Regions from separate parts of the Mus musculus genome. Here region 1 is linked to region 2. Evidence: chromatin contacts called from public HiChIP or PLAC-seq data. All regions are on one chromosome and are shown on one strand. Each heading gives the region's core, a stretch centred on a gene start, on an enhancer-like site or on the middle of the called end of the contact. The rest is flanking DNA. Distances are from core to core; before and after follow the strand shown.

Region 1 (5,645 bases), core at 3,085-5,584, 190 kb after region 2:
ATCCCCTGGGCAGCCAGGGGAGACACAGGCGACCGGGTGAGTGACAGCCGGGACATATTTCCTCCCTCCTAGAGATCGAAATACATAGGAAAACAAGGGTTCCTAAACAGCCTTTATTTCGAAATGTGATCAAATATTTAATCAGATCACTTCTTCTGGTGCCTGATCACATATTCAGCTGACAAATTATGGCCACCACTGTAATTAAGTGTGTTTGCATCATTTTCTTCAAAGTACTGGGGGTGGGAGGAGGATGCTTATTAGCAATAAGAAATCAAGAAAAAAAATTTTTTTCAAGGTGTCAGCCTCCAGGGGCATAAAACAAACTGCAAAATTCTAATTAAAGGTCGCGGGCTTATGTGTTAGATGTGAAATATCCCCTGACAAACGAATCACCAATTTGTGAATTGGGATTCAGGGGTTTTTTGCAAGTTTGTCTCAGTAACGAGACACCTCTAAATTAGTGACTTCCTCAGCACCTAAGGCGCTGAGCTTTATACATGTAGTAAATTTCACATCAAATTAAGAGCATTTTCGTTTCAAAAAAAATACATAATCATACAGACAGTCAATACCCATCTCTTATGTACTGAGTCTCAGAAGACCTGCAGCTAGTGAGCAGGTACCCTAGAAAAGAGCAAAGAGGGGCCGAGGGGCCAACCCAGCCCACCACGCAAGCTCACCGCCGTGCCGCTGCTGCCGTGTGCGTTAAGCGAGGACCCGCTCGGCCGCTCCTTGCGGTGAGGCATCTAGGCTTCCATCCCTGCCCAGAGTATCTGTAGGAAGCAGTGACTTATTTCTCAGCCGCCACCAATGAGTTCTACAAAGATGCTGTCTGGGACCCCATGTATATATACCAAGCAGCTTCCCCAGATCCCACCAAACCTCCAGGCCCCAGTATAACATCTCTCTCTCTCTCTTACACACACACACACACACACCCCTCCATACCCCTAAGCAGACCTCCAGACCACAGCATAGCCTCTCTCTCTCTCTCTCTCTCTCTCTCTCACACACACACACACACACACACACACACACACACACACACACACACACACGTTTTCTAGGCAGTTCCATGTCTGCTAATTTGGCTAATGACAGCCTAAAACATATGCTCGCCATTATTGCCCTGCAATGTTTCAGAACAAATCTGATTTCTTTGGTATTTTGACTTAGAGCCGTGTTACCAAGCGTGTCTCCTCTTGCATCAGTGGAGAGAACCTTGGGGCGGGGGTGGGGGGGTGGGGGTGGGGGTGCCGCTCCCCTCAGTTGGCTGGGGAGCCTAGGATCTCTCACCACCCAGTGAAGAAGACGCAGTTTGTATAGGACACCTCTTTCCACAGAAGCCAGGGCACAGAGATGCAGGAGCATCACTGGGAAGCCACCAGTCACCTAGAGCTTCCACGGCAGGCAGACAGGACCTGTCTTTGTTTGCCTACTCTGCACCTCCCTGCTTCTCCAATAGACCCCCAGAATGGTGCTGCCTGGGCCTAATGTATTCCAGACCCCCTCAGGATCACAGGCCCTTGAGGCATTGAGAGCTGGCCAGACAGCAATCAGCAAATGGGCTTTCTCCCCTCCTCCCCAGAGCTACTCAGGGACTTTCCTATGTGCCACAGACACCTGAAATAAAATTGTGCCTCAGTCCCCAGAAGCTACCCTGGGGGCTTTTCAGGGGGCCCCTGAAGAAGGGGTGGGGAAGGGCGGGTTTCTAGCTACCCCTTTCACTGGCTCCGGGTTGTCTCCAAGGGCAATAGAGGAACACACACACACACACACACACACACAGACACACACGCACATGCACACACTGACACACAGACACACACACTGACACACACATACACACAGACACACACATACACACAGACATACACACACAGAGAGACATGGAAAGGGGAGGAGGGAAGTCTACAAACATAACCTGGACTTCTCTGACACAGATTTAACCCTTATGTGTCAAAACTACATGCTATCCTGGGTACCCACATGGTGCTTTTTCTGTTAAACTTCTAGATCTCTGTCTTAACATTCAGCATGCAATGATAAAACATGGTCTGAGGTACATAGACTGAACCGATTCAATGGAAGGTAAGTGTCTCCCCTCCTATGATTTGCTTCACCTCTCCGCTGCCCTGGGAAGTTCTCTGACCTGAGACTGTTTGGGGGTGAGGGAGGGTGTTCTATCCTCCTGGAAGAGTTGGGTGGCTGTTCAGTCCCCTGCTTTGGACATCCCAGGTCATTTACCTCAAGGAAGTTTTTGAAAAACCAAAGCGGACCCAAGGGATGGGTTATCCAGTCCTGGGAGGGGGGGTGGGGGTGGGGGAGAGGATGCCATAAAGGAACACCCACTGAAGGTCAACAGAGATAGAATTCCCACCCAAATTCTACCAAAGCACCACATTTTTCCACTACCAGGACCCAACTCAGATGTGACAAGTAGCATCAAGCGCCCATCTACCAAGCTGCCCCAGCCTGCCCTCAGCCTGTTTCTCACAACACAAACCAGAAACTCACCATTGGAAGCCCCAGGCCTTAAGCCTTGACCCGAATCTCCACTGCTCCCTCTGCCAAACGCATCTGTGGTGGACCACGACCCTTCTTCCCAGAACACTGCTGAGATCACAAACATAGACGTGCAATTGATAAGAGACACAAGTTCCCTGCACCAAACACCAGGACCCAGACGCGGCTGAGGCTTGGCCAAGCCGCCTGTTGCAGGGACCTCAGCGGGTTTGCAAACTGGCCCAGCATTGACCCGCTTCTCCAAGCTGTGGTGGGAGACCCCGGTCCCGCGCCCACCCGCAGCCGAGCCCCGCCCGCCCGAGCAGAGGGAAGTGAGCAGAATGCCACGCTCATTTACACACAAAATGATTTTGTGTCCCATTGTGCTCGCAGTTGTTCAGCTCTCTGGGGGTGATTAAACTGGCTGAGCTGCGGCAGCTTGAGACGATTTCACTAAATCGCTTCTTCGTGAAGTCGCTTCTTTTGCTAAGCTGTTATCTTAACCATAAAAGGTAAACAGAAGGCGCCTCTCCAGTTCCCTTCAGCTCTTACGCCCAGGGCGCTTGCCCGAGGCAGCAGTGCCAGGGGCCTGCAGGACTGTCCAGGGGTGGAACGGGAGGGACGCAGCGGGCCACCTGGTGCGCGCCAGCGGGGCCGCAAAGCCAGCCGGCCGGTGTGAACTTCGGGGCTACAGGATCCGCTGGGCCGAACCTCCGGCCCCGCGGGCGGGGTGGCCAAGGTACCCGAAGGGCCCAGCGAAGAAGGGGTGGGAGTGCGGTGGGGGGCGGAGACAAAGTTAAATCAAGAGGCAGACACTTCAAGACCACAGATGGGAAGCTCGCCTAATTAAGGACGTAAAAGCGCTTTTGTTCTCAAAGTTTATTGTTGCCGGGATTTAAAAAAAATTAATTGAAACTAATGCTGTTATTCACTCGCGCAGTTAAATTCCTTCATGCACATTTGAGACACGGAGTGAAAACTTGAAGGTTTATCTTTCTACAGTCGGGGGCTTCTCGAGGGAGGGTAGAGAGGTGCTACTGTGACGCGAGAGTGGGAGAATGAGGGTGTTCGCATCCAGATGAGGGGGTGCGTGTGGGCAGTGGAAATCTAGAGACCGCGGTCCGGTCTTGGGGCGGCGCGTTCCCCGCCCCACATCCTTCCTGAGCTTGGAACCACCACCAGTGCGTCTAGCATGAGACTCGTAGGGTGGGCGTCAGAGAACGCACATCTGTCCCGTTAGAGACTTTTTTCTTTTCTATAAATTGGGCGCCAACCCGGTCCTGTGAGCCCCGAAAGCCCAGCTGCATGGAGCCGGTTTCAGACTCAGGAAAGTCATCAGCTCTGCAGGGCACTCGAGCCCATACTGGAACCAGAGTGCGGAGGACCTGGACGCATATTCCGCACAGCAGGATGATCAGAGCCCGGCCGAGTGGGGAGGGTCCACCCGCGGCTAGGACCAGCCCACGTGGGCACCCCCCCGCCCCGTGCGCGCCAGGCCTTTGTGCTGGGCGCCCCCACGCCGCCAGCCCCTGCGCTCAGCAGAGGGACAAAGCAGCCGCCCCCCCGCCCCCAGCCTAGGTCCCGGCCCGGGGCCGAGTGACTTTCTCGGAATTGCAGCCACTTTGGGAACCAGGGGTGTGCGGCACTGAGCGGTGGCCGCCCGTGCTGGGCTTACCTCGGAGCCGGAGCAGTGGATCGGGCACCGGCGCAGCCCCCGCCCCCCGCAGCCGCCGGTGTCGGGCGCCCGGCGCAGCCCCGTCGCCTAGCGCTCGATGCGCGCGGGTCGCTCCGGTCTCGTCCTGGAGTTACTTTCTCTCTCGCCCCCAACCCTCCCCCCACCCACCCCTCCCGCCCCGGCCCCCGCTCCGCGCGGCCCCTCGCGGCGCGCCGCGCCGGGGCCTCCCCTCCCCGCCCTCCCCTCGCCTCCTCCCTCTTCGCCGCGGCCGCCGCCGCCTCCTTTTCGCGCAGCTCTCCGGCTGCCCTCCCGCCGCTCCCACCTCTTCTCCTCCCTCTCTCTCCAGCGGCCTCCCCCGATGGCTGGAGGGGAGAAAATAGCCCCCCAAAACCAGCCGGTAGCCTGTGCGCCTCGCCGCGGCCCAGCCCGGATTGCAAAGGGCAGCGATCCGGTTCCAAATTACCCCGGCGCGGCGAGCGCGAGCGGGCGCGCGCGGGCGACTCCTGGCTCGGGGCTCGGCTGCGCCTCGGGGCAGAGGATTAGAGTCGCAATTAGCTCCGCGCGCCCGCGCCTGCCGCGCTCCGCGACAAAAAAAAAATGCACCGTTCCCCACCGCCACCACTTCCTTCCCACCTCGCGATCCCCACCCGTGGGTCCCGGAGCCCCGTGCCTGGGTGCCAGGGGGCTGGACCAGTACCCTTCCGGGAGCGCTGCGCCCGAGCCCCGCGCCCTCTGCGCCCCAGCCCCCCGCCGTCCGGCCACGCGGCGCCCGGGCCTCCTCCGGGCTCGAGGAGGGGGCGGGGGAGAGGCTGATTTTAATCATTGTCATTTCATCTGATGTAATATTTCCCCGGGCGCTTTCAGCTGGGCATAAATTTTCGACTCCCAAATAAGTAACACAGGGCACGTTTCTCACATTTCTCGACTCCTCGGTTACAAAGAGGAGAGAAGCAGCCGCCGCCGCGGCGCCCCGGGGCTGAGGGCGGGACTTGGTGTGGGGAGGGGAGAGAAACTGGGCTGCCAGGCGGCTTACCTCCCTCTCTCCCTCCCTCTCTCCCCGGGTCTCGGCCCCGGCTGCCCCTCTCCCGGGGAGCAGCGCCGGCCGTGACGTCTGCGGACACGCGGTGGCCACCGCGGGGGAGGGGAGCGCGGGGCACCCGGCCCGTCGCCTGCGGCCACTCGCGCCATTTCCTGGACGAGCGCGGCGCGATGGAGACGGCGGCGGCCAAAGGTCCCTGCGGCGCGGAGGCCTGCACCCAGAATGCCCCTAGCTGCTCCCCCGCTGCCCCTTCCTCCTCCTCCTCCTTCCCTTGCGCCCCGCCCGTCCCTCCTCCTCGACCATTTCTCGGCTCCTAGGAAACGGATCGCGGCCGGTGCGCTTTGCCCAGACTGCGCCCCCGCCTGGTTCCCGGGACTCCCGGGCCAAAGGCAGGCTTTCGGCTAGGAAGGCGGGTGCGCTTCG
Region 2 (6,131 bases), core at 632-3,131:
GGACCATCTGCTAGCCCTTAGTCATTAACTGATGCTGGAACCTCCATCTTTGCAGGGACCTTAGAGTGTTGTCAACCATACCAAACTCTCTTTGTTCTTATAGTTCCTTGTCTGTGGGGTGATTGTGGCTATTGCAGTGGTGGGGCAGGGGCTAGGGGAGGGTCTGGTGTCTCTTTCCTGAAATGAGATAGGTAGAGACTTTCTTAAAGCTGTCACTGTTCAGGCATCAGAAGCAAGAATATTTAAATGGCAACAGTATTTGATGTATATTTCCTTGGGAGGGGTTGAGGAAGATCTTATGGAACCTATCTAGCCTGCTCACCTATACTGGCCCTGTTACCCCAAGTGTCTGCCTGCCCCTTCCAGTCTCCTTGGCCATCTCAACCCAGCTACTCACTTCTTCCTCTCTCATCTGGAATTTCCCTGATGATATTGTGTCCACACCAAGATTTCTTCTGACCCTGAAGTCTTTTCTTACCATGCGATATAAGAGAGCCACTTGTCATTTGCCCAGAGGTCTTTTCATGACCACCATGTAAGCCTGTAGGATTACAGATGTGCGCCCCCCTGTCTGGCTAAACCCATTAAGCTGTTTCTGCCAGGTGTTTGGCCACAGCTATGACAAAGCAGCTCTGTCAAGATGGGACCCTATTGTATGTTGAGGAGCATCTGGAATTGTGTTGTATTTTGGCTGCATTTCAAGTTCCTCATCCTTCGTCAAAAAAGGCCACATGTGTTGGCAGCCATGTCCATTCACCAGGCTGCCTCCTACCAGCAGAAGGTGGGGCTGGGGCTGGGGGGCTGACAAGCTTTCTCTCATCATGCCCTCTTGTCTGTCTACACCGGTAGCATTTCTGCAAGTTGATTTTCCCCAAGGGCTTTGTGGGCCATCTATGTTCCTCACTGAGTTCCTCTGTGTTGTATCAGCTCTACACTGGCAGATCTTTTGTGGCCACCCCGCCCCTGACCGCCCCGCCCCGACTGCCCTGCCCCTGACTGCCCCGCCCCTGACCGCCCCGCCCCTGACCCCCCCCCCCCCCAACACCCATCATCTCCTGACTGGGATGTTGAGGAGCAGTTGCCTTGAGTTCTTGACGGTTCTGTGGTTTAGCGAGATGATATTACTCCCACTCTCAGCCTTTGGAGGCTGAACACTGACTTCCCATCGTCCCACCCTCACCGCCCACTCAGGCTCCTGACCCGCTTCCACGTCTGCCGTATTGTTGTTATCTGGAAAGGCTGAGAATAGAAATATCCAGGTGGGACTACTTATGTTCCTTGCTAGAAACACTTATTTTATGCATGTGGGTGTTCGACTGCATGCATATCTGTACATGTGTGTCAAGTTCCCGCAGAAACCCAAAGAGGTCGACAGACTGCACTGGACTGGAGTTACAGACTGCTGTGAGCTGCCACGTGGGTGCTGGGATTTGAACCCAGGTCCTGTGGAGGAGCAGCAAGTGCTCTGAACCACTGAGCCATCTTGTGTCCTTGTATTAGCATTTGTCTTACAATGTGTGCACGTCATTTTGATGTTATAAGCTATAATCGAAACACATGGAAAACGTGTTAACAGGGTTTTGATGGATACCTTAGCAAAGCCTGTTCTAACTCTGTAAGTCTGTTCTGTTCAACAGATGTTCAACAGATGTTCAACAGATGTTCAACAGATGTTCAACAGATGTCTACAGAGGGAGTGTCAGAACCTCTGATTTCCAGTTTAGGACTTTACTTTTGTGAAGGGACCTGCTGGGTCATCTCAAATCACCCATGGCTACAGGACTGTATAAAGGTCTCCTTTTGCACAACCTCTTGTCTTAGCTCAGCTTCTGACCTCCCCTCTTCCCTTCATGGTTTCTTCCCTTCAAGGCTTCCCACTGTGGCAGTAATGGCCCCTATAGGCTCCTGTGTTTGAATGCTTTAGTCACCAGAGAGCTGAACTCTTTGAAAGGATTACAGGATTAGGAGGTGTGGCCTTGTTAGAGTAGGTGTGGCCTTGTAAGAGGTAGTGTGCCCCCTGGGGTTGGCCTTTGAGGTTTCAAAAGCCCATGCTAGGCCCAGCTCTCTCTGTCTCTGTCTCTGTCTCTGTCTCTGTCTCTGTCTCTCTCTCTCTCTCTCTCTCTCTTTCTCTGCCTGTGGAGCAGGATGTAGCTCTCAACTACTCCTCTAACACCATGCCTGCCATGCCTGCTGCCACACTTCCTGCCATGATGATAATCTGAAGCTGTAAACCAGCCTCATTCATATGCTTGCTCTTGTAAGAGTTGTCCTGGCCAATAGAACAGTGACTAAGACAACTACTTTTTCTTCTCCCTCTTTTTGATTCTCCTGCCTCAGCTCCCGAATGCTGGGCTTGTTTATTTATGTGTGTGCTATGTGTAGGCACGTGGAGGTCAGAACAACTTGCAGGAGCTGATCCTCTCTCTCCATCACAGAACCCAGGGACTGGACTCCGGTTGTAAGGCTTACATAGCAAGTACCTCTTTTTACCTGCTGAGCCAGCTCTCTAGCCCCCAAATGCTGGGATTGTCTTGGGGCACCACCACACTCTGTTCCCTTTTATAATTTTTATGCTTTAAAGTCCTTTTGGTAAAATATATAATAATTCTTATGTATCAGGACTTACTAATTTTTCCCTAAATTTACTATTAATAAATGTGATATTCACTCAAGGTAATTTGCTTAAGCTCATGTTAAATACTGATAACAGACATACTTTTTAAAACTAAAATTAGTTTATTTAAATATGTATTAATTCTGTGTATGTGTGTGTGTGTGTGTGTGTGTGTGTGTGTATGTGTGTGTGTGTGTGTGTGTGTGCATGTGTGAAGATAACTTAGTACAGAACTCAGTTCTCCCCCTCCCACAGTGTGGGCTGCAAGGATTGAACTTAGGCAGACTGGCATGGCGGCAAGCACCTTTGTCTGCTGTATCAATTGCTTATCCATTGTGGTGATAAAATACAATGACCAAAGCAACCTAAGGAGGAGTTTATGGTTTAAGGGTTCAGAGGGAGCGTCTGTGACAGTAGGGGAGGCATGGCACGGTGGCAGGAACAGGAAGTTGGGAGATCACATCTTCGCTGCATACAGGAAGCAGAGTACAAGAGCGGCAGAGGGTCTGTGATGAAACTCTCAAAGCCTGCCCCAGTGACAGACTACGTCCAGTAAAGGCTGTACCTTCTAGGGCTTCCATAACCTCCAAGAGCACCACTCACCAGGGCGTAAACACATAAGCCTGGGGGGGATTTCTTATTCAACCACCAGACACAGCTAAACCATTTCACCGGCCCTAGACCATAGTTTTTCCCTTGCACATCTGCTTACTTTTCTGGTTTATAGCTGAGCCTACTCAGAAAATAGTTCAGGCCCAGTAAACTATGAGCTGAAAACTCTTCCTGAGGAGACTCTGGCATATTGAGTTTCACATAACGTTTGCATTTACTAGGTGTGGTAACGTACACCTGTAGTCCTAACACAGCAGAACCTGAGACAGGAGGCTCATGGGTTCCAAGCCAACCTGGGCTACAGAGTTCAAGGCTAGCTTGGGCTACTGTTGGGAAGCCCATCTTAAAAAGCCACTAGTAGTAATAACGGAGTAACTCCAGTGAGTCTGAACATCGCAATCCTTCTGTAACGTTCAGAAGGATAACAGAAAGATTTGTTGTTCGTGGCCATGATGCCGTGTATAATTCCATTGCTCCAGGCCTCAGAAATCCTCCAGCGGACAGTACCGTGGAGGCCCACGTGGAGATGTGCTTCTGGTTGTGTGGGGATGTATTTGTCTGAGATGATGCTATCTCTGCTTCCTCCACCCTACAACCCTCTGAAAAGAGTGTTTCACAGTCTCCAGAAAGGCCTATAGAAAGGCGCTGGTGCAGTGCCCCCTGCTGGTGAGTGGCAGTTGAACATTAGCGGCATGTCAGAGATGGGCACAGTGAGTCCCCTTGCTGACACTGGAGCCGCCGGTAATGCTGAGCCTGCCAGGTTGTTTTAGATCACGTCCTTCAAGTAACAGAACCAGATCTGTAGAAAGCGAGCAGCTCACTGTTTTGTTTTTTCTGTTTTTATCTCTGACACAGGATGATTTGCTGTAGCTCAGTTTGGCTGATAAAATATACGGAAACGTTGGTATCTCTGCCTCTGCCTTACTTTATTAAACAAGTCATTTTGCTCCAGTTCCCAGGAGCTATAGCCTCCCGTCGCCAGGAAATCTGACTTGAGCCTCCCCAGAGAAGATTTAAGCGTGAAATATTTTAGGAGTGTTAATTTTGTTAAGCAATTAAGAGAGCTCTTTAAGGGAGCGAGTGCCCTTTCCTCTTTTACTTCAGTAGGATGAGTTAGCGTTCACTTATGCAGGTTTCGAAGTGGTCATGTTAAAGAGAATTAATTAAATCTAAGGCGAGATGAGTGTGTTAGGTTCTTATTTTACCTTTGACATTTCCTGAATGCAGTCGCTTGAGAATGCATAGTTATCTATTTCATTTTGCTCTTGCAGTAGGCATGGCTAAGCATGCCGGTCATTATCAGTTTTGTTGCTGTTGTTGTTGTTTTGGTTTGGTTGTTTGTTTTTTCCAGTGACTAAAATACCACAAAGAGCAACTCAAAGGAGAGAGGTACTTTAGCTCACAGTTTTCAGAGGCCTTAGTCCGTGAAGGCCAGGCTCCATTCACTCAGGCAGAACATTGTGGCAGTCTTTACCTCATGATAGATAGGAAGTAGACTATGAGAGACAGGAAGTGGGGAGGGACGAGCTTTCCCAAAGGATCCACATCCAGCAATATACCTCCTCTAGCTATGTCCCCACTTCCTAAAGTTTCTAGAACTTCCTAAAATAGCGTCACCAGCTTGGAATGAAAAATTTAACCCTTGATGCCAGGCATGGCCCTGGAGCCTGTAGCTAAGAGCTGTATCCTGATCCATAGGTTGGGCCTGGTGTAGGCTTTTAAAACCTCAAGGCCCACCCCCTGTGACACATCTCCTCCAGGAAGGCCACACCTCTTAATCCTTTCCAAACAGTTGTAGTAACCCGGGACCAAGCATTCAAACACATGAGCCTGTGGGGGCCAGTCTCAGTCAAACCACCACAGGTTCTCTGGGAAGGTAAGGCGTGCTCTTAACAATGGAACCATGAGTCCAGCCCAAAATACTGTCCTGCAAAGTAAACAAGCACCATTGCCACCACAAAAACAACCAAAAAAAAAAAAAAATCCCCCAAATGGGTGGGGGGAATACAAAGATGAAGAAAAAAAATTGTTTAATTTAGCAAGATGGCACTCCCTTGGAGGACAGATTGGTTGGGTTGTGGAAACAGACTCCTGCTTAGCACATGCTGGAGTGGATGAAGACAGGCTGGGGAATGGATGAACGGGGGAGACAGAATGAGAGGCTTGTCGGTGAGGAAGACTAGAGAAGCTGTCTCCAGAGAGATGGGAACTTGTATTCTTTAACATGGCGTTCACTGTAACAAAGTATCTGACATACGCAACTTAGGAAGAAAAGTGATTTGGTTACGGAGCAATCTTATGTGCTAAAGGCTGGGTCTCAACTCAGACCATGGGGCTTTTAGGAAGTGTCTGGGTCTTTTCAGACATAACCAGTGGATCGAACCACAGATGGATTGGTAATTCGATGGCATTCTATGGAACAGTGAAGCCAATGAGTTGGGCCTTGTTAGAGCAAGCGGGCCATGGGCTGAGCAGATTCTGTTTCTGTCTCTCCATTCTTATGGCCTCAGGCCCAGAAGGGCCAACCAGCCAATGGCTGGAGTCTCTAAAGCTATAAGCCCAAATAAGTCTTTTCTCCCCCTTCTCTTTTCTGAGGGGAGATGGAGAGGGTGGTTACGGAGGTGTGGGGGCCAGGGCGGGGCGGGGGACTTGGGGAGGGGAGGTGGAGAGTGTGGGTGTGGAGGAGAGGGGGTAGAGACTGGGGGAGGGAGGTGGAGAGGGTGGATATGGAGGAGAGATTGGGGGAGGGGAGGACCGGGAAACTGCACTCGGGGGTGTATTATATAACAGAAGTATAAAACTCTGAAAACTCTGACTGATGCAAAAGGAGTTGATTTACCTCGCTGTGGTTCCATGTTTTGCTTTCTCCCTTGGGGTTTCCAGGCAGGAAAGGATAGAGCAGAGC

The links. HiChIP or PLAC-seq counts read pairs in DNA pulled down with a chosen protein or histone mark.
Region 1: a contact with region 2 is called in an H3K4me3 HiChIP or PLAC-seq map of embryonic limb bud, with 4 times the contacts expected there. The contact joins the promoter of Kctd15 here to the enhancer-like site in region 2. A contact is called at or near these places in 5 of 39 promoter capture datasets (cancer-associated fibroblasts, cranial neural crest, neural stem cells and 2 more), 9 of 484 Hi-C or Micro-C datasets (bone marrow-derived macrophages, cerebellum, cortical neurons and 4 more), 21 of 115 datasets of contacts at active chromatin or transcription factors (craniofacial prominence, differentiating embryonic stem cells, embryonic basal ganglia and 12 more) and 3 of 9 other capture datasets (adipose tissue, liver and pancreatic islet).

Annotation. Positions count from the first base shown.
Region 1 is chr7:34,650,064-34,655,708 of GRCm38.p6, forward strand. Kctd15 (potassium channel tetramerisation domain containing 15) reads right to left here and starts at 4,335. Exons shown (of 7, transcript NM_001360820.1): 1 at 4,184-4,335; 2 at 2,521-2,619; 3 at 684-776; 4 at 1-68. The coding sequence starts at 749.
Region 2 is chr7:34,458,375-34,464,505 of GRCm38.p6, forward strand. No RefSeq gene overlaps it. Among named protein-coding and RNA genes, the nearest start is that of Lsm14a, 72 kb to the left of the region's middle. Within about 2 kb of position 1,882, at least 6 of the 459 cell types and tissues checked have an H3K27ac peak or open chromatin away from gene starts, as enhancers often do. A contact at or near this core is called in differentiating embryonic stem cells and embryonic limb bud, where this site is marked.